2 separate regions of the Oryctolagus cuniculus genome follow, and region 1 is linked to region 2. A link is a contact called in public Hi-C data. All regions are on one chromosome and are shown on one strand. Each heading gives the region's core, a stretch centred on a gene start, on an enhancer-like site or on the middle of the called end of the contact. The rest is flanking DNA. Distances are from core to core; before and after follow the strand shown.

The links. A called contact is a pair of places that touch in the nucleus more often than the background predicts.
Region 1: a contact with region 2 is called in a Hi-C map of embryonic fibroblasts, with 5 times the contacts expected there. The contact joins the promoter of CHSY1 here to the enhancer-like site in region 2. A contact is called at or near these places in 4 of 6 Hi-C or Micro-C datasets (ear pinna, embryonic fibroblasts, skin fibroblasts and 1 more).

What each region holds. Positions count from the first base shown.
Region 1 is chr12:10,455,750-10,458,867 of mOryCun1.1, reverse strand. It overlaps CHSY1 (chondroitin sulfate synthase 1), which reads left to right and starts at 1,456. Exons shown (of 3, transcript XM_070053316.1): 1 at 1,456-1,785. The coding sequence starts at 1,535. It overlaps LOC138844529 (a long non-coding RNA gene), which reads right to left and starts at 1,670. Exons shown (of 7, transcript XR_011380436.1): 1 at 1,532-1,670; 2 at 1,223-1,426; 3 at 997-1,123; 4 at 1-22.
Region 2 is chr12:10,271,200-10,274,267 of mOryCun1.1, reverse strand. LRRK1 (leucine rich repeat kinase 1) reads right to left here. Exons shown (of 33, transcript XM_070053315.1): 12 at 2,791-2,867. Among named protein-coding and RNA genes, the nearest start is that of LRRK1, 84 kb to the right of the region's middle. Within about 2 kb of position 1,802, at least 1 of the 8 cell types and tissues checked has an H3K27ac peak or open chromatin away from gene starts, as enhancers often do.

The DNA of each region.
Region 1 (3,118 bases), core at 207-2,706, 180 kb before region 2:
TGGCGTCTGACCACAGGAAATGCTGCAAAGAGAAAAAAACAGAACTGAGCAAAATCGGGAGGTCAGCGAGGCCCTTATGGTCAGTTTTCTAGTGGTCAGGGGTAGGATTAGGAAGGGCTCGCCAGAGATGGTGTTAGCAGGCAGTGGACAAAAGCTTCCGAAAGAAGGAGTCGTTATAACTTTCTCAAAAGAGGTGACACTGACAGGGCCGGCACTGTGGTGTAGCAGGTAAAAGCCACCGCCTGCAGAGCCAGCATCCCATATGGGCGCCAGTTTGAGTCCCGGCTGCTCCACTTCTGATCCAGCTCTCTGCTATGGCCTGGGAAAGCAGCAGAAGATGGCCCAAGTCCTTGGGCCCCTGTACCCACATGGGAGACCCGGAAGAAGCTCCTGGCTCCTGGCGTCAGATTGGCGCAACTCTGGCCGTTGTGGCCAATTGCAGAGTGAACCAGCGAATGGAAGACCTCTCTCTCTCTCTCTCTCTCTCTTTCTCTGCTTCTTTCTTTCTCTGTAACTCTTTCAAGTAATTAAATAAATCTTAAAAAAAAAAAAAAGAGGCGTCGCTGAATGGTTTTAGAAAACTATTCCCATTTTTCCAGGGACCCCTGTTTGGGGCGCGATTCCAGGAAATTCTGCCAGCCGTTGGAGGCATGCTGCCCACAAACAATTGAGGTTTTAGCAGGGCTTTCCAAGAAATCGCTGCGAATTATCCAAAATGCTATATCTGTAAATGGCACTCAGTGAATCTCCAACAGGAAAGAAAAAAAAAAAAGAAAAAAACCAGTAACTTGTGTAGGGACAAAGTTGCAGTCGTGAGGAAATGTTCAGAAAGTGGGTAGAGATGGGTTTTAATTATGTGTCCTTGGGACCCACACAGGAAAAGAGAGAGGAAGTCAGATGGTGGCTCTGGCAGTTTTGAGTGAATTTCTAAATAGTCTGGAGTCACCAGGGAGGAGCCCGGGCCAGGATCTGGTTTACCGACAGGAGGGCACAGACCTGGAGCCCCGCAGCACGGCCGAGGTGTGTGTCGCCAGGAGTCTGCCCGGCACAGCTCTGGTCTGGTTCCCCTTCCAGCCACGATGCTGCTTAACACCACGAGGAAGATGGGCAGTGGCAGAGGTTTCTGGTGCAGCCAGTCAAGACCCCAGCGTCACCAGTCACCGAAGTCCTCAGTTTACCTCGGTGCGGCGCCCACAGTCTAACCAGCCCGCCTCCTCCTCACCTTTACAAATGAAGGAGGGAGGGACGGAGGGGGCTGTGGGTGCACTGGGGGTGGGCGTCAGGAGGCCTGCAGGTCCTGGCAGCTCGGGCTGTCTCTGGAGGCGAAGCCATCCTGGGGTTACTGCCACGGAAGTCTCTGGTGCCCTGGATTTGCTCCGGCTGTCTCCTGACCCAGGTCCCTCGTGGAACAATCTGGATCTGTCCCCTAGGGAACCGCTTTGGCTCAGCCACCAGCTGCTCTGGGCAGGGCTTCTCTCCCAGCCACCAGGAAGCAGCCTGACCCACGCCTGCTCTTCCTGCAAGGACTTGCCTTATGGGTTCCTCTGCTGCTCCTGGGGGCTCCGTCAGGCTCAGCCGCGATGGCGAAAAGCTTACCCTTCCACACCGGGAGAGAAAACCCCACGGAGCCTGCGCCCAGGAGCCGAGGGACGGCCACGAGGAATCAGGACAAAGCCTTTGGCATCTGCCATGTCCCCGTCACCCCTGCACCCTTCCCGGTGGGGTCTGCAGAGAGAATGGAGACGCGTGTAGAGCAGGTTGGGAAACAGCAAAGCCGCCCAGGAGGTAACGAAACTGAAAGCTGCATCTCGCCAGCAGGCCGGGCGCTTTCTGTAAACCACCGTGAACCGGGGGGCTGTCGCTGAGCGGGGGCATCTGGTGGCGGCTCTGGGCGTTTGCGGTCTCTGCTCCCACTGGAGACCTCCTCCAACGGTTTCCCAGCCTGTAATTCACGGTTGTATGTTCTGTATTTTTCCCAAGACCACTGCTGCGATCCTATACTCACTGCATAATGAGTATTTTATTTTTAGACGTGGGTCACCTCTTAGGGCGTCTGTGGGAAGGTGAGTAATGGACTATTTTTTGATGCAAGTCACAAATGTCCAAGAGAGCAGTATTGCCCCAAGAATGAACAAGATGACCACCCCTGAGTGGCCGGGAAGGCATCGCCATCTCCCACAGCTCGGTCAAGTGTGTAAAGGGCGCAGCACGGGGCCACACGGACAGGGATACCCACGCCTGCTCTCCACCCCCGAACTTGGGTTCGTCTGCCCGGCGCGGGGCACTATCCTGCTCTCCAAGTTTCCTTAGGCTACTAAGTAGCAAGCCCCCCTGATTACACACGCGCCCGGGCCCTATGCACCCCTCTCAGCTTCCACTGCCCTCGCCGAGTTTCTAGAAGCCGGAATCCCAACCCTGTCTGTACTGTCTGTAGCCCCCGGCATGGCCTTTTTCCAGATGGCCTCCGGCCGGCCGCCTGCTCGCACGGACCGCGCTCCACACCGCGTGCACCGGCTCGCTCTCCGCCCTGGGGCCGCTCCGGAGCTCCAGAGGCGGCGGCCTGCTCGGCCGCCCGGCGGGAACAAAGCTGCAGTGTGGACGGAGCGCGGCGCCCGAGCCGGGAGGTCGGCCCGGCGGCAGGCGAGGGCGTGGCGGCGGGGTTTATCTGAGGACAGCCCCGGCCGGGGCAACGTGCGCTCCGTGGACCGTCCGGTGCCCAGGAAGCCCCCTCTGCGGACCACGCTCCCGCCCGTGCGCCGCGGCGCGCGCTCCGGGCCCTGCGCGTCCTCGGGGGCGCGCCTCGCGCAGGCGGCCGGGACGCGACCGCGGGGTCGGGGCCGCGGGCACCCAGGGCGCTCGCTCGCCGGCCGCGGACGCCCCTCGCGACGCGGCCTCGCGCCCCCTCCGCCCGGCCGCTCGGTGGGCGGGGCGCGCGGGGATTTTTTTTTTTTTTTGGGTCAAACTTTGGCCACGTGAGCCGCCCCCCATTCACTTTTGCGCCAATCGCGCGGCGCGGACGGATCCCGAGAGGGGCCACGGCCCGCCGCCGCCGCCGGCCGCTTCATAACGCGCGGTGCGTGACGTGAGGGGCTCCTGTGGCCATGGCGAGCTAAGCCGG
Region 2 (3,068 bases), core at 553-3,052:
CACCGGCCCCGCCCCCTTCTCTCAGCGTGGGCATTGACTTTCCAGGTGAAACTGCAAAGGAGGCCTTTGTCACCTGCCAAGGCTCCACCCCGGCTGTGGCCTCCGCACCTGCTCCCCAGGCTCGCTCCCGCGGGGCCCCACAAAACCCATTTTCTAGAACACCAGCACTTGTTCCTATTATGCTTTTCTTCTTTATTTAAAAAAATATTTATTTTTCATTTTACTTGAAAGGCAGAGAGAGAGACAGACAGACAAAGTGAGATCTTGTATCCACTCATCTGCTCCCCGAGTGCCTGCAACAGTAGAGCGCGTGTCAGGCTGAAGCCAGGAGGAAGGACCCCACCTGGGTCTCCCAAGGGGGTGGCTGGGACCCAAGTACCTGAGCCACCCCCTGCTGCCTCCAGCGGGCATATCAGCAGGAAGCTGGAATTGGAAGAGGAACCGGGACTCGAACCCAGGCCCTCGACACGAGCAGGTGTCCGAGCGGCACCTTAACCCCTGCACCAAATGCCTGCCCCGTTGTGCTTTCCACTGTGCACCTCGCCCTTCCTGTCTGGGGCCTCCCGAGTGGCTGCGTCCCCTGGGTGCTGGGCCGCCTCCTCCTGCCCCTCTCCATGGTCCCAGCAGGGGCTGTGCAAGGCGCAGAGACAAGTATCTGGAAGCTTCTATGTGTGCCAGACGTCTGCAGCAGGCACACACCCTGCACACACGCTTTTATAAAAGAATGCTTCAAAAAGTTTGTGAGAAAATGGGATGGAAAGTTAAGCTTATTTTGGTATAAGAATTTTGAGATCTATGCATAGTTGCCTCATAACACGCATTTCCATGGATTTTTTGGAGACCCCTTCAAACACATGAGTCTCAAAAGTACCCTTGTGTGTTTTGTGCATACATGAACACATGCCACCCACACACACGTGCTTGGATGCATTCCTAGTTGACTCACACTAGCTCCAGGAAGGCTCAGCCTACCAGCATAACCAGGATCCCCCGGCTCCTCCCACACACCCTTCGTGGGTCTCTCCTTCCTTCCAAATGCAATCCGTAGGTTTGGACTCCATTTCTCCCAAGGCCCTTTGTTTAAAAAGGGATCGGCTGTGCAACCCGTAAGTGCATTTCCCTATTAGCAGGGATAAAGACGTTGCATCTCTTCCTGGCTGTCTGGACTTCTTACAAACTATCCCTATCTGTAAGTCATTTTTTGCCTACTGGGCTGTCTTTTCCGAATGAGTTTGCAAGCATTCTTTGTATCCGAGGGATGCAAGCCAAAGTGTGTTGCAACCCTGTCATGGTCTGCTTGCGTTACGACTGGTTTATGGTGCCTTTGACTCAGCAAAACTTTTCAGTGTCCACAAAGCCAAAGATTTCCATCTTTTTCCTTGACGATCGCTGGATTGCTCAGCTCGCTCTTAAAGTTCCCTCCCACCTCTCAATGTTACACACAGTCTCTTATGTGTTATTTTCCATTTGTCTTTTACACCTAAACCTGCTGTCGCATGGGCATTTGTGTAACTGAAGCAAAATGAGATTCCCGACACTATTTAACATCGCATTCTTCCCCCTAAATTGGAACGCCACCTTTGTTGTTAATTAATTAAATTCTAACGTTCACTTAGGTCTATTTTTGGATTCTCTTATGTGTCCTACTATAATGTGCTACCTTTTTGATCATAAATAAACACACGTAGCTCTCTGTGACTGATCTACATGCCTATCATACATGTAAACACACACACACACACTCGCTCATTAGGAAGTGCAGCAGGTGCACCGACTTTAGCTCACCTCCTGCCAACATGTGCTGGCATCTACTCCCAGCTCGTGCCTACCTCACACATCTGAGCCTGCCAACATCGATCTATTAAGCTAAAAAAAGCCAATTAATTACATTCAACTGGTGTAAATATTGGTTCCTGTTTTCTGGAGCAGCTTCTATGGGGGTGGCTGGCTCCAGATGTCTTGGCTTCGAGGGTACCAAGGAGGGGTGACTGCTCAGTGGGAGGGCAGGTGCACCTTCCCTGCACCCCACGAAGACAATGCAGAGGGGGAGCCTCTCTCCCTAGGAGCAGCCCTGCCATGCTGGCCGTGTGGTTGGACCAGGACAGCTCCAGAGGAAGCTCCGAGCCTCCCCTCTGCCTGCGGGGCCCTGGGGACTCTAAGAGACACTGCAGTGTGTGTGTCAGAAGCTCTGAACAGTGACGGCCTCCTGCCCCCTGGGCTGGAGCCCCTAGGCCTGGCCTGGGCAGAACCCAGGATCTACCCCAGGCAGCCACAAGACAGTGAACCCCAGTGCTGTGCTCTGGACTGTGTCCCTGTCACCCAGACGCTCGGCGGAAGCCCTAACTCCACAGGCTGATGCCCGGAGTGGGCTCTCTGGGGGGTCGCTAGGTTTAGCTGAGGTCGTGAGGGCGTGGCCTCTTTCCAAGAGGAGGGGAGACGGTGGTGGCGGGGCAGGTTGGGGGGGGTACTCTCCCTGGAGCTGACCACGCTGCTGCTCTCAGCCCGACCTTCTGGCCGCCAGAGCAGACCAAGACGCCCTGGGCACCTGGTCCTCGCGTGCCAGGTGCAGAGAATCAGGGTGGTGCACACCCGGCTCCCCTCAGGAATCCAGGGCTCCTGGGCACCCAGTGTCCACAGGGGACCCGAGCAACAGCCGGTAACTGTTGGCTTCTCCGCCCCACGTGGATATCTGTGCCGGTCCAACAGGGACTGAAGGGAAAGCCCCAAATACACCGCCTGCCCCTCTTCCCACCCTCCCTCCGGCTTCCCACACCCACCACTTCCACGCACCTGCCTCGGGCCCTGAGCGCTGGCGCCCCCTGGTGGTGAAAAAGGAAATGCGCTTCGTCTTAAGCCCATCTTCGTTTCTGTAAGGGGTAAAAAGTCCCAGTGTGAAACAAGCATGACAAGAACACTGCAGCTCCGGCGGTGGCCAGAGGACGCTGAACCGGGAGGAAACGCTACCTGCAGTGTTTGGGACCCTGCAGCTTATGTGGAAGGAGGGCCCACGTGGGGGTCCCGGGAAACCGCCCCAGGCTGCCTGACCCTGGCTGGGTGGGTGGTGGGTG